Linked DNA regions of Rattus norvegicus: region 1 is linked to region 2. A link is a contact called in public Hi-C data. All regions are on one chromosome and are shown on one strand. Each heading gives the region's core, a stretch centred on a gene start, on an enhancer-like site or on the middle of the called end of the contact. The rest is flanking DNA. Distances are from core to core; before and after follow the strand shown. Region 1 overlaps Ephb3 (Eph receptor B3). Region 2 has its middle 100 kb from the start of Vps8.

Region 1 (3,386 bases), core at 134-2,633, 120 kb after region 2:
TGGGGGTTGAAACAAGGATGCTCTTTGAGGTAAAAGGACCACCGATGGCTAAGCTAGAACTTAGTTCAAAGCTTCACAAAATCCTTGGAGAAGGCACTGCTCACAGCCCTCTACGGAAGAGGGATGCCCAGCCGGGCTGGTCTGATTGGCAAAACTGTTAGGACACAGAGCAAGGGGCCGAAGGCAGTACTAATTTGGGTCCCGCTGATTCAGTGACCCCTTTAAAGGGATGGGAGAGTCCAGCGTGGAGACACACACCTGTAACCCTGGCACCCGAGAGGTTGGGGCTTGGAGGGTGAGGAGTTTCAGCTTAGTGTGGGGGTACATGGTGAGACTCTGTTTCAAAAACACCCCCCACCCTCCAAATAGAGCTTGGAAAACTGGAAACCCGGCTGTGTGTCCCAGCCAAACTTCTCCCTCCAGGAAGTGTTTCTTGGAACTTCAAGTCAGGTGAGCTGCCTTCCTCTGTGAATCAAGGGACAGCCCCTCTCTGTTCTGAGTTCCAGGCTCAGCTTGCTCCAGCATGGGAGCTCTAGACACAAACTTGCACCCCTAGAATCTGGTTCTGAGCTTTGGTTGGACAACTGAAGAGAGCATGACTCCAAGATCAGACCCAGTATGACACTAGGAAGGGAAGGGACAACCCCCTCCCCACCTCTTCCCTGTTGCCTAAGAGTCAAGACAGCCTCAACTTTGGGCTTTAACAGGCAGAGATACCCCAGAATGTCTAGAGACCATAACATCCTTGGTGGGACAGCTGAGGGTCCCTAGAAGGTCTGAAATTCACAGAAGCCATCAGAGAACCCAATGGGGAACAGAGCAGTGATGAGTGGACCTAGGTGGGTGGCACAGGGGCAGAGTGCAGCGGACACTCGCTGCAAGGAGCCAGGCTCTAGAACTACAGCAGCTAGTGGTCCTTACAAGGCCGGCTGCACAAGCCGTCCCAGCCTCCTCTGGCAGACAGACCGACAGACACATATTTGGCAGGTGGCAGAGATGGTCAGAAGCAGGGACCCAGAGATAGGATGGAAAGCTGGGGCTTAGCTGGGCCAGAAGATGGGCCAAGCTGAAGGACTTTGGCAGGCTGGGACCAGACAGTCGGGATGCTGGGCAGCGGACTACAACAGACAGTGAGATGAAGAGACAAGGAGGCCCAAAGAGACATCGACAGAGAAGGGGATTGCCAAGTGGCCTCTTCCCCAGCCGGCAGCCTGGAATACTCCTGTCCCAGGGAGCAGCCGCTCCGCGCTGAGCCAAGCACACACCCTCCCCCAGCCAACCAGCCGGCCAGTCCGCCTGCTTGTCGGCCCGCCGCCGCCTGACGCTGCCCGCCCGCTGGAGCAGGCAAGGGCTCCCACTGCTCCCGCGCGCTGCCTCCCTCCTCCCTCTCCCTCACTTCCTTCTGCTCAGCCAGTGCCAAACCCATCTGGAACTGTTTAAACCCAAATATTCAGCCCCCCTCCCCCCTTCAGCCAGATTCCTCCACAGTTTAAAACAAGCCCTGCGCTGGCTCTGGGAGGAGGGGAGGGGGAGGAGAGAGGGGAGGGCTGGAGGCGGGCGCAGGAGGAGGGAGAGAGGGAGGCTCTTCATTTCTGTTTAATTTCTGGAGAGGGAGGGAGGGGATCAGCCTTTGGCCATCGCTCAATCTCGGCACATTTTTCCCATTAATGAGGAGAGGACTTGGGTTTCCAGGCCTGTGTGCCTGAGGAGGGGCTCGGGCTCCGGTCACCAGGGTGGGGAGGAGGCGGGCTGCTCTGGTTTCCCCTCTTCTCTTGGGAGAGGAGGGGTCTGTTCCTTGCAGTCTGCCCCAAGCACGGGAGGGAGATCTAGGGCAGACTGAGTATATCAGTGCCCGGGTCTCAAGGACTGACTGAGGGTTATAGCACCATCTCTGCCCACGGTACCGGGAGGGAGAGCTTTTCTCTGCTTTGAAGATATGGACTTAGAACAAAAGAGCAACCTCCAAATACTCCTAGCTGCTGCTTACATGCCAACCCCTCAGCCAGGTGGCTGTGGAGGGAGATAAGAAAGGACGGCTGGCCACCCCCTAGACACAGGACTCTTATTGTTCTTAAGAGTCACCAGGAAGTTATCATCATACTGGTGATCTGGAACTGGGGCTTTGATGAAGCACTCTTTCGGTTTTCCATCGGGCCACAGCCTAAGTAAGTAGCTGGTGGCAGCAAACCGTGTGGCTCTCACCTATGCACAAAAACAACATTTGCACAGGCAGTACCCAGTTCTCAGTGGCAGAGCTCGTTCCCCACTACTGGGACCAAAGAAGGGCGAGTCAACACATATGGTGGACAAATACATTCGGAACCACCCGCAAACACGTACACGGCCCCCCACACAGCTAGTCTGCCTTTTTCAGACAGATGCATATGGTACAGAGTGATTACTCTCCTTAGACATTCACACACAGAGAGAATCTTTCTTACATACAGATCCAGCGTGCCCTAAGGCAGACCCACTGTCAGCCACACAGCCTTACTAAGGACAGGCACGCCCAATCCAACCGTACACCCTCCTCTCACACACCCAATCGCATGGCTACATAGAAACTACAAACACAAGCACTAGTTTCCCCGCAGAGACTTGTAACATGCTCTTCCATATGCACATGGAGAACGCACCACAGCTCCATGAAGGAGCAAGGGAACTCCATCCGGGGAGCAGTTTGTAGCACACAACCTTCTTTAATCCCAGCACTTGGGAGGCAGAGGCAGAGACAGGATGATCCCTATGAGTTCCAGGCCAGTAAAGTCTACAAGAGAGAGTCCCAGGACAGTCAGGGTTACACCAAGAAACCTTGTTTCAGGGGAGAAAAAACCCCATTAAAATCATTAAAGTTAGTGTGAGAACTTGGGGGTTCTACAAGCAGCAGACACACAGGCAAGCATACTTCTTTTCGGGGCATCTGTAGTAGAGTGATGGAAAAGTTGGGGGGAGGCGCTAACTCTCACCCTGCCTCTCCAAAAGGCAGGGCAACCCGGGCTCTACTTCCTGTTGTCCTAGCTAAAGCAGGAGCTGTCAGTCAGGTCACAAGGCTGGGGGTGGGGCAGGGGCATGCAGATGATCTGGGTGTGACTGGGTGCGGCCTCCCCAGGTATAGCCCCTGCCTAAACAGCAAGCCACTTCCCTGGCAGCAAAATGTCAGTGTGTGGACTCCTAAGTCTTGGGGAGGGAAGCTGCATTCAGCAGTTTGGCTCAGGAGCTGGCAGACTTAAGTTGGAGAGCTGGCATGATGGGGCCACTGTGGATACCCTGGCCTGCCTCTGAGGGTCTCATTTGACACTTGTGCAAGAGCAAAGCTTGAGAGAGATCCTTGCTGGCTGCCCTGGTGATGGGCCAGGCCCACTGAATTTTCCTTAGATGCCAGACCC
Region 2 (3,028 bases), core at 512-3,011:
ACATAGTCAAATGGACATTTCATCCAGGGACTGGGATGGGCAGCATTATGGTGGGTGAGCCCAGTATGGGGGTGGTGTCTAGACGTCCTGGGAGGGAAGACTGTACGGACACACTAGCTGCAGGTGGCAGAGACTCTACTTGGGCTTCAGGCAGATTAGGAGGTTCTGAGTGAGCTGGCCTAATCCTGAAAGAACCAAAGCCCTCAGGGTCTGTGGCAGCCTAGAGGCTAGAATGGCTAATCCAGAGCCTGGGGGAGCAACGGTTTGTAATCCCCGGGGTCATAAAGGATCCAGGCAGGAGCTCAGCGTAGCACACGTAGCACAGGGATGAGCCTACCTTGGGAAGAAGCTGGACTGAGAAGCCCAGTCCAGGCACTAGATTGGCCCAAGGATAAATCCACAGTCTGAGTCCTCCTCATACATGGCCCAAATGGGCCTTCTAAAAGGCTTGACTGGAGGCAAGAGAGCTAACTCAGGGGCTAAGAGCATTTGCTGCTCTTCCAAAGGACCAGGGGTTCAATCCCCAGCACCCACCTACATGGCAACTCACAACTGTCTGTAACTCCAGTTCCAGGGGATCTGACGCCCTTACACAGACATACATGCTGGCAAAAACACCAGTGCACATCGAATGAATAAATGAATAAATAAATAAATAAATAAATAAATAATGAGTTAGATTCAAGTTTAGAAAGAGAGCTGAGGAATGGGGTTCTGGGGTCTCTTACTAGCTATGTGACCTCGGGGTAGGCACTTACCTTTGCTCTGTTGGAAAACCAAGCTTAGGAGGAGGGCAGAGGGTTATTCCTACATCAGCCCTGTTCAGTCCTGTCCTGGCACTGCCTCTGTAAAGCCTGGGTCTATGGGATTGAGCAGCTCCCTGGAGTGTACTGAGCCCTCGTAATACTTCCCCTTAAAGACCAGCAGGAGTGGGTGTTGCCCTGACAGGACTGTGGACTTCTTCAGGGGCTCAGAGAAGGGCTGGTAAGTGAGAAATAAAGACCTAAAAGAACAAACCTCACCGAGACAGCTTCCTAAAGTGTCACCTGGCCATCTGGATCCTCAGGAGGGCATGTCTTTATTGTACTTTTTCTTTAAATAAAGTGAAGCTTTTCTTTTTAATTTTTTTTTTAAATTTTATGTGCATTGGTGTTGTGACTGCATGTATGTCTCTGTGAGGGGCATCAGATCCCCTGGAACAGGAGTTACAGACAGTTGTGAGTTGCCGTGTAGAGCCATCTCTCCAGCCCTTTGACGTTCCTAGGGTTTGGGGCTAGCCTGACAGTCTCCAGCAGCATTGAGAGAACTCTCTCAGCAGCCTTCCACTGATTTATATGACATGCTGGGCTGGAAAAGCAAAAGCTACAGACTCTGAAGCGGCCGGACCTGGGCGTAGATAAGCACATTGCTATTCTGAGACCATCAAGAGAATTCTGCAGATGTCATCGAGAAGGCACCGGCTCAGTTCAGGAAGGAGCGAGGAAACACGCAGTTGCCACATTGGACTGCGCTCACGTACTCTGCAGCCAGTGTGACTTGTCCTCCAGGCCAGCGCTATCTGTGCCTCGTGGCAGCCCACTTGCCAGCTCCCACCTAACACGTCCCAGAGAATCATTGTCCTCTGGCTCCTTTCCTACCCACAAATTCCTTTGTCCAGCCTTCCAGAAGTTTCTTCAGGAAAAGCTTCCCACGAGCTCTAGCTGTCCCCCTCCCTGCTGCCAGCTCCATAAAGCGGGCTGACTCTTATGGGAGTTCTACATTTTGGGGAAGTGTGATTCATGGGGAAAGAACTCTCTCTAACCTCTGCCGTGACCCCCAAAACCTGTGGCTAATACCGAGTGATCTAAATCTCGCAAAGCTCATAAACAGGAGAGGCGCTCGGCATTGAGCTGTGAAGAAGGGCCTCTGGCCAGCCAGCCCCTGCCTTCCCACTGGCACCAGTGGCCCTCCCCTGAAACCCTGCACTCTTCTTGGCAGCTTCTTCAAGGACCCACGGCCCAGAGCCCCTGGCTGGAAGGGATGTTTGCCAGGCCTCTGGTGGCCAGCCAGTCCATAGCTGGTCCCAGAATCCCTGCCCCTGTGGTCCTGGCAAGAAACACCTCAGTTGAACAAGCAAGAGAGACGCTGAGAAACAGACATCTAAAAAGACAGCGTTCTCGATGGGAAAACCAGTGGGACAGAAACACACTTGTGAGCTACAGATGGGCGGTCTGAGGAGCTTATGTCCGTCATAGACGTGGCTGCCACAGGCCGGACTCAGACTGAGGCATCTGGAAGTTTCCCTGTAAAATATATGAACGAAATCCATTTCTCCTCCCTGTGCAAATGGCGTTTGGAGGAACTAATGTGTGTTATCGGCAACTAGCATGATACGTTTGTGCCCTACACAGTCAGCACACCTCTCCCGTAGTAACCAAGGAGGCCATGTCTGTACAACGCCTCGCACGGTGCCCGATGTTTCGTTTTATAACTGGAGTCCTATTGGGTTAGGAAGCAGCAGGGAGAGAACTGTACACGGTGGTCCAGAACCTTGTCTGAGGGGTCTACCTGCTGCACCCCGGGGGCCTGGGAGACCTGGGACTAGGGTTTCACGTCAGGAAGTTGGCTGGCTGTGCTGGACATTTGGGTTGCTGCTGTCGCTCATGCTGAAAATAGAGCCTCTGTGCAGCTGGTCTCTAGGCGAAGGGAAGGGCAGTGGCAAAATTTAACTGACGGTGGCTTCAGGACACACAGTTGGGTACACCCACCTCCCCCACTGCATCCCATACGGCCAACGGCCAACGCTGCCACTGCTTCCCATGACAATTTGGAAATCAAAGGCTCTTGAAACAAGTTTTCAGCACTGCCTCCCACCCCCACTCCCACCTCCACCCCACTGGTGAGTAGACAGCCCTGAGCCATTTCTCCCTGAGGTGGGAACATAAGGAAATATGCCAGGGGCCATCAGCTCCTCTGATTTTAGCCAGCCTGCACCTGTACCACCCGTTCTATCAGGGCGCCAACAAGGCCTCCCTTCCCTTGGCTTAGG

What was found. Hi-C and Micro-C count contacts between places; a contact is called where the count stands out from the background.
Region 1: a Hi-C map of the A7r5 cell line shows a contact between it and region 2, with 4 times the contacts expected there. The contact joins two enhancer-like sites. A contact is called at or near these places in 5 of 12 Hi-C or Micro-C datasets (the A7r5 cell line, the Rat2 cell line, Schwann cells and 2 more).

Annotation. Positions count from the first base shown.
Region 1 is chr11:93,356,103-93,359,488 of GRCr8, forward strand. The region is part of intron 1 of Ephb3 (Eph receptor B3); the gene reads right to left. Among named protein-coding and RNA genes, the nearest start is that of Ephb3, 6.0 kb to the right of the region's middle. Within about 2 kb of position 1,384, at least 69 of the 93 cell types and tissues checked have an H3K27ac peak or open chromatin away from gene starts, as enhancers often do. A contact at or near this core is called in the A7r5 cell line, where this site is marked.
Region 2 is chr11:93,240,715-93,243,742 of GRCr8, forward strand. No RefSeq gene overlaps it. Among named protein-coding and RNA genes, the nearest start is that of Vps8, 100 kb to the left of the region's middle. Within about 2 kb of position 1,762, at least 16 of the 93 cell types and tissues checked have an H3K27ac peak or open chromatin away from gene starts, as enhancers often do. A contact at or near this core is called in the A7r5 cell line, where this site is marked.